Regions from separate parts of the Macaca mulatta genome. Here region 1 is linked to region 2. Evidence: chromatin contacts called from public Hi-C data. All regions are on one chromosome and are shown on one strand. Each heading gives the region's core, a stretch centred on a gene start, on an enhancer-like site or on the middle of the called end of the contact. The rest is flanking DNA. Distances are from core to core; before and after follow the strand shown.

Region 1 (3,708 bases), core at 944-3,443, 170 kb before region 2:
TAAATCCTTAAAAGTAGGGCAGAAGTGGATTCATGCTTGGATTCTCAGGGCCTGGCTTACTTAGTGGTCCAAAAAGCAAACACCTATGGGGGGTCACAAAGAAGGAAGCGAGGTTTGACACCGGATGTTAAACTGTGTGCATCTCAGTTAAGCATAATCCCTGTCTAGATACACTGCCTATAGCAATTTCTCTGGAAAGTGACACTGAGGTTAACTCTTCACTTTTTTTAACCACTGTGATTTATTCACCTTGAATGAAACATTTACAAAAGGCCTACTATAAAAAGGCAATATGTAAGGAACTGCAATTATGGCCCTGTGAAGTAGATTTCCCCCTCCCTTTTTACCAATGGTGAAATAGGTTCATGGAATAGCAACTTGCTATAATTAATTGGTAGCTTTGCTACTTACTATAATAGAAGACTTCAAAGTCTGCGATCTTTCCTCTACAACACAGTAGTCTTTTTAATTTTTTAAGAGACAAGCTCTCTGTCACCCAGGCTGGTGTGCAATAGTACTAGCATAGCTCAGTGTAACCTCCAACTGGAACTCCTGGACTCAGGCGATCTGCCCTTCTCAGTTTCGGGAGTAGCTAGGACCAGAGGTGCATGCCATCACGCCACTAAGTTGGCTTAAAAACTTTATTTTTATTTATTTTTGTTTTTTATTTTTTGTGTAGAGGGTGGTCTCCCTATGTTGCCCAGGCTGGTCTGGAAGTTGTGGGCTCAAGGGATCCTCCCACTTTGGCATCCAAAAGCGCTGGGATTCCGGGGGTGGACTACCACATCCAGCCCACAGTGGCTTTTTTTTTTTTTTTAAAGGAACAATTCATTCTTCATTCCACTGTCTGTACATTTTTTTTTGAAAGATTTCTCCTCTGTATTACTTTGAGCATCCATTGGATGTCAGCACTGTTCCTTCCAAAAGTCTGCTCACTGCAAACTCAATCTGAAAAAATTTCCATTGACACTATGCCAATCGATTGTTACAACTGAAAATGACATTAGCCCTATGAAAATGTAAAATACTCAGTAGAGAACATAAAACATTTGTCTAATATGAAGTGGTATCTGAGTCAAAGTACTGGAAGGAAAAATGTACTTCAGCACTTGTCTACAGTTTAACTGAATGATTAATGTGAAATTTAAAATTGAATCCCCAGATCTTGTTTCCAGCTTCTTTCTTCTGGGGCTTTTAGCCCTGGATGCTTTGTTTTCCAGGGGTAAAGGGTGTTCTTGCAAATCGTTCCTTGATTGTTATGGATGAAAGGAAAAAAGAAATGCGAGAGGCCCACGGCATCACCAACTGCAACGGAAACTCCCTTTGATGAATCAGGAAGACAAATTAACGTCACACGCTAGTGTGCAGAAAAGTAACTTCTGATAAAGCTGCTATTGTATAAACCGCAGAAGCACATGGCTTCCGGCCGCAGAGCTTAAGACACCCTTCAGCTTCTCAGTGTAGGTCACCAGAATCTGGTCACGCTAACAACCCTTTCGCCTTCCTCCAGGTTGGGCACCGCAGCCAAGTTAAGCTACCGACGAAGGCTTCTTGGTGTCCCAACAAGGTCTAGTAGAAAACAACTTTATAATTCATTTCACAGATTTTATTAACAGCCAACTGAGTAGTGGGCCTTGTACTAGCGTTCCGAGGGCCAGATGACCCCACGGAACCACATTCATTCCCTGACCTCTAGGAGCTCACAGGTGAGTGACTCACACAGGGGAAGACGAGATCAATAATGTAGACATGAACGCTGGCTAGCCAGTTCCAGAGGAGGTGTCATCTGACCAAACCAAGGTAAGTCGGGGCAATTACGCAGACACCCCGAGAAAGGTACGCCAACGCCCAGATAAAAAGTAACAAAAATAGGAAAAACCCTCCCATCAGACCAGCAATTGGCTCAACGTTTGAGCCCGGATGTACGGCACGCGTTTCCCGACCTAACCCGGAAACACTGCCTCCCGAAAAAAAAGTAAAAGCTAGGCTGCGGAAAGTAAACTACCTTTCCCGTCGTGAATCAGTCAGAACCTCCCAGCATCCCCTCTGTCTCTGGTTTCCCATCTATTTTTTTCTAAAGCCTAGGCGAAATAAGACTTCATCTCCCAGAATGCCCTTGGTTAAGTTAACGGTGCACATGCGCCAGGAGGCGGGCCCTCGTTGACCCACAACCCCGCCTCCGTTTTGCCGCCGCCATTTTTTCAGAGACTTTCATCCGGCAACCGACGGGGCTTTTTTTCTTAAAGGAGAAGCGACAGCTCAAAATACTACCCCCTTCTCCGCGCAAGATCTGGCGGCGCTGGGGACAGAAAGGCCAAAGACAGGAAAGTGGGGTAGGGTGGAGGAGGAAGAACGCCCAGGCTACCTCTGCGGCCTAAAGAAGAATAGAAAGAGCCCTTGCGGCATCAGTGGCTCCTTAGGGAGGCAGGTGCGCGCGCAGCCAGTCTAGGGTGCGCGTGAGGCGGGGAAAGAGGTGCGATTTCTTTTCACCCGCCTCCCTCGCGAGACCTGCCCCTTCGTACTGCCCCTAGCGCGCATTGAACTCTGGAGGGGGGGAAAAGGTCACTTTGGGATTGTCGCGAGACAGCCGTTTAACGGTGAGAACGGGTGCGCGGGGAAGGAAACCTCGCGCGCTCCCTTTTAGTCGTTTCCTGATTGGCTGAAGGAAGGGGTGGGGGAGGGAACCTGGAACGTCGCTGCGTGTAAGACCGCGAGGGGCGGGGTGAGGAAGACTGTCCTCCTCTCCGATTGGCCCGCTGAGCGTCTGTGGCGGGCGCGCGCGCGCCGCCAGCGGTAGCAAACCTTGAGTGGCAGGGGGTGGGGGGGGCGCCCTCGGAGCCGGGCGGAGGGGAGGGGGGAAAGAGGAGCGCAGGGTGAGAGTGAGCCGCAGGCTTCTGGAGGCGAGGGGGCGGGGGGAGCAGCGCCGAGGCCGCCGCCTCCGCCTCCGCCGCCTGGGACTAGGGGGTGGGGGACGGACAAGCCCCGATGCCGGGGGAGACGGAAGAGCCGAGACCCCCGGAGCAGCAGGACCAGGAAGGGGGAGAGGCGGCCAAGGCGGCTCCGGAGGAGCCCCAACAACGGCCCCCTGAGGCGGCCGCGGCGGCGCCTGCAGGGACCACTAGCAGCCGCGTGCTGAGGGGAGGTCGGGATCGTGGCCGGGCCGCTGCGGCCGCCGCCGCCGCCGCCGCTGCAGCTGTGTCCCGCCGGAGGAAGGCCGAGTATCCCCGCCGGCGGAGGAGCAGCCCCAGCGCCAGGCCTCCCGACGTCCCCGGGCAGCAGCCCCAGGCCGCGAAGTCCCCGTCTCCAGTTCAGGGCAAGAAGAGTCCGCGACTCCTGTGAGTAACAGTCTTTCAAGCGGTGGGAAAGACCCCCCTCTGTCCGTACGCAACCCTCTCGGCTCCCGTAGCGCCTGCTCCACGTGACATCCTGCTTGCTCTGCCCCCTGCCGGCTCCGCACGCCAGATGTCACACCGTTTCCCCGGGAGCCTCCCTGCCTCCTGTCTGCGCCACCCTCCCTTCTCTCTCGTACCCTCGCCTGTCGGGCTACTTTCCCACTCCCTGAAATCATCTTTTGACACACCCCTGCACTAGCTAGTGATCCACCTCCTCCCTGCCACCCGCAGGCTCATCCCTCTCTCTGGCATCCGCACCCCCTTTGTCAACCTATCCCTTTCCTTTAGGCGACTCTCCAGTATTACATCACGTGCC
Region 2 (3,950 bases), core at 186-2,685:
TGCTACTCCAGTGATGAGCGAATAAAGAGGAATTAGAAGCATGGCTACTCCTAGGCTCAAGGGGCAGGGAAGCTCTGGAATTGGGTTTGCGGCAGTGCTGCCTGGAGCGCCATTACAAAGGGACAAGAGTGGTTCACTGGGAGGTAAAATACAGGGCACTTAAGAGACAAGGGGTCTGGGAAACAAGGCAGACTTTTGCATTTATCATTTGCTGTAAATCTCTCCATGAACTTTCTTCTCCCTTTTAATTTTCTCTGTACTTTAATTACGTTTCTTGTTGGGGACAGGCCCCCAAACTGGCCATAAACAAAATCTCTGCAGCACTGTGACATGTTCGTGATGGCCATGACACCCATGCTGAAGGTTTAGGGTTTACTGGAATGAGGGCAAGGAACACCGGGTCCACCCAGGGCGGAAAACTGCTTAAAGGCATTCCTAAGCCACAAGCAAGAGCATAAGCCATCGGTGCCTTAAGGACATGTTCCTGCTGCAGATAACTAGCCAGAGCCCATCCCTTTGTTTTGGCCCATTCCTTTGTTTCCCATAAGGAATACTTTTAGTTAATCTATAATCTATAGAGACAATGCTTATCACTGGCTTGCTGTCCTTAAATATGTGGGTAAATCTCTGTTCGAGGCTCTCAGCTCTGAAGGCTGTGGGACCCTTGATTTCCCACCCTACACGCTATATTTCTCTGTGTGTGTCTTTAATTCCTCTAGCGCTGCTGGGTTAGGGTCTCCACGTCCGAGCTGTTCTCGGCAATTTCTCAGGCCTGGCATAGTGGCTCACATCTGTAATCCCAGCACTTTGGGAGGCTGAGGCGGGCAGAGCACCTGAAGTCAGGATTTCGACCCTAGCCCCATCCCTACTAACAATACAAAAATTAGCCAGGCGTAGTGGCAGGCACCTGTAATACTAGCTGCTCAGGAGATTGAGGCATGAGAATCACTTGAACCCAGGAGGTGGAGGTTGCAGGGAACAGAGATCATCCTCCTGCGCTCCAGTCTGGGTAATAGAGCAAGACTCTGTCTCAAAAAAAAAAAAAAAAAAAAAAAAAAAAAATTCTCAGTTAATGGCCAACATTGTTACTATCATAAGCCCCAGCTTCCCCGTCTTTCTCCCTCCATGTGTCTTTTATTTTGATCTATGTTCTTCTCTACCAGATTCAGCCTCTGGCCCCTTCTTAAGGCTCCCCAGCCATTCACCCTCATGTGTTGAATGCCCACTTCCCTCCTTATTTTTTAGTTGGCGTGGATTAGCATCTCCAAGTCAACATGTCAAAAGTAGTATTACTGATACACGCGCACACACACACCCCAGTCCTGGCATACACAGCGTCTCCTTCCTCAGTCTTCCCCATATCAGTTAATGGAGATTTCATCTTTCTAGTTGCTCAAGTCAAAAGCCTAGGAATCATCACTGAGCCCTCTTTTTCTCTTATTTATAGAATATCCATAAGCAAATTCCATGTGCTGGCCTTTCAAAATATATGTGGAATCCAGCCATTTCTAACACCTCCACCATTACCACCTGAGGCGGGGCTCTGAAATCTTTGCAATCCTGGGACAGACTCTTAGCCGCCTTCTCCCTTCCACATCTACTCTTGTCCTCCCAGAGTTTGTCCCCCGCACAGCTGCCAGAGTGATTTTTAAAAATATTTCAGGGTATAACTTATCCCTTGCTTCAAATCCTCCATTTAAAATAAATTTCACATTTAAACCAAAATCTGGACTTCTTCATATGGCCAACCAGGTGCTTTATGCTAATGGAATGTGCAGATGCTTCTCCCTAAGGAGCGCCTTTTTCCAGGGCAAATTATCTCCAGTGACGTCAGGTAATTTCGACAACATCATTCTGTACCACCTCTTGCTTTTCATAGCTTTTTTCCTCCAGATTCTGCAATGAAAAGAAAATCAAGTCTCCTTGTGCAATGATTTATTCTCTGATATATATTGGTGCCAGTCACGTGTACTGCTTTCAGATGATTCAAGAATAACAGCGATTTGAGAAACCTGTGGTTAAGTTTTCTCTTCTCTTTTTCTGTATAAAATTATTTTTACCATTATACTTCCAAAGTGTTCTCTTTCCAAACACCACAAGGCCCGTGTAATTTAAGCAGTGATTTTAGGGGTCTCTGGATATTTTACATTAAGTTCAGAAACATGCTCATGATTATTCCACCCAAACTATCAACTTTTACATAAATATCTGTCGTTCTATAAGTTATAAAATAATTGTCACCATCCCCCCCTTAATCAACCATCTTCTCCCCTTCTCTGACCAACTTTTCAAACACCCACTACTGAAGGCATCTCCTATTCAGGTTCTTAGTAAGATGTTCTGTTCTTCAACAGTAAGATGTTTTCTCAAGCCCCATGCAAAGCATTTCTTTGATCCTCACTTTGGGGATGCCCAACTCTGGCATCTTCATCTGAAGGGTAAACTTCCGCACTCAGCAAAGCGCGTCGTGGGAAGCCGCCTAAGCAGTGCTGGCCGCTTTCTTGTCCAGGTTGGCGTTGTCTGTGTTCGCGAGGCCCTCCGCGAAGTTGGATCATTTGTGGAGCAGGCCGACTCCCTCTAGAGCTCCCGCTGACGGGGGTGCAGCCGGCTCTGGGACTGGCAGTCGGGCTGGAGGCTGGGCTTCTGCGTCCTCAGGGTGGAGCTGTGTCTGCTGCTGCTGCCGCCGGATGCCGCCTGGATGCTCGTCCCGCCACCGCCGCTCACCCTACAGTGGCAGAATGGCAGCAAGTGCCACACACCAAAGCACCCGGGCGGGCTATTTGCCCTGCGGCTCCCGCCAGCGCGCTACTCCTGCGCAATCAAAAGGCGGGCAAAGCGCGAAACCGCCAGGCGCCTCCCACCCCCACAGCGGTGCAGTAGTTCCTCCTTGGCCTCCACTCGGAGACAGGGGACGCTGACGACCCGAAAGCAGCAGGGCAGTGATTGCTTAGTTTATCCTGGGACGCGGGAGCAGGCCATGGACTAAGTGGTGCGTGTGGGCGGGGGGGAGCGGGGGGGCGGGGGGGGTCGCCGGGAATCGCTAGGACCCGGATGGACCATCCGGACAAATAGGGAGGGTGGGCGGGTGGTGCGCAGACTCCACACGGCCTTCCGACCCACCTGAGCAAGGCGCAGGTGTGCGCTCTTACCCCGTAGCATCCCTGCAATCACTGTCTCCAGAGATGTTAATTGGCTTTCAAAGTGGATGAGAGATGAGTCATTTTCATCAAATGAGAGAAAACAGCCTCCAGAGACTCTTTGTCTATTGGCCAGCGAGAAGGTCAATTCCCAGGATCCTCCCGCTCAGGGACTTGATCTTCCAGGCGAGAAAAGTTCAGCTGAGAGCGACAAGAGCTGCAGGCACCGCCACGTGCACTGTGTGGGCAGACTCTGGTTCTGTGAGTGTTTTTTCTGGTCCTGGGTTGGACCTGGAGTTCTCAGGGGGATGGCTGGCAAAGCCAGTATGCAGAAGGACCTCAGCCCCAAGTCAAGGAGGTTTTGGATGGAGAGCTGGGTCCCGCGCCCGTTGTGGTAATTCCCTTCCCGCCCCTCAGCGTCAAAGGCCAAGAGTTTTACTCCTGAAAAGATACTTGGAGATTGGGTGTTCCTGAATCTCAAGAGAGTCGCTGGACACTGGTGGGTCCTTTCCCTGCCCGGTGCCTTCACATACTTAGCATGAGACCAGGTTCAATTAAGCAGAACAGAAACTGTATTCACTGATCAAGGAATGGAGAAAGGAAGTTCCTGCTCAAGATGTGTGGGGTGTAGTGAGGTGGTGCTTTTTAAAGGTCTTTTAGGGCTTGTAGGTGGAGACTGAGGGCAAGGGTTCCTGGAAAGAGGTGGGGCTTTCCAGGAAGAGTTGACTGTGGCAGTCTCATACTTTCTGTTGCCCCTCAGCATTACATGTGCCTAGCAAGGTGCCTTTTTCCCCGGGGGGCAGAGATTTAGGT

What was found. A called contact is a pair of places that touch in the nucleus more often than the background predicts.
Region 1: a Hi-C map of fetal cortical plate shows a contact between it and region 2, with 2.1 times the contacts expected there. The contact joins the promoter of ZFP91 here to the promoter of LOC701437 in region 2. A contact is called at or near these places in 4 of 14 Hi-C or Micro-C datasets (CD4 T cells, fetal cortex germinal zone, fetal cortical plate and 1 more).

Annotation. Positions count from the first base shown.
Region 1 is chr14:14,950,290-14,953,997 of T2T-MMU8v2.0, reverse strand. It overlaps ZFP91 (ZFP91 zinc finger protein, atypical E3 ubiquitin ligase), which reads left to right and starts at 2,193. Exons shown (of 11, transcript XM_015114143.3): 1 at 2,193-3,335. The coding sequence starts at 2,986.
Region 2 is chr14:14,775,204-14,779,153 of T2T-MMU8v2.0, reverse strand. It overlaps LOC701437 (glycine N-acyltransferase-like protein 1), which reads left to right and starts at 1,435. Exons shown (of 7, transcript XM_028833404.2): 1 at 1,435-3,398. The coding sequence starts at 3,213.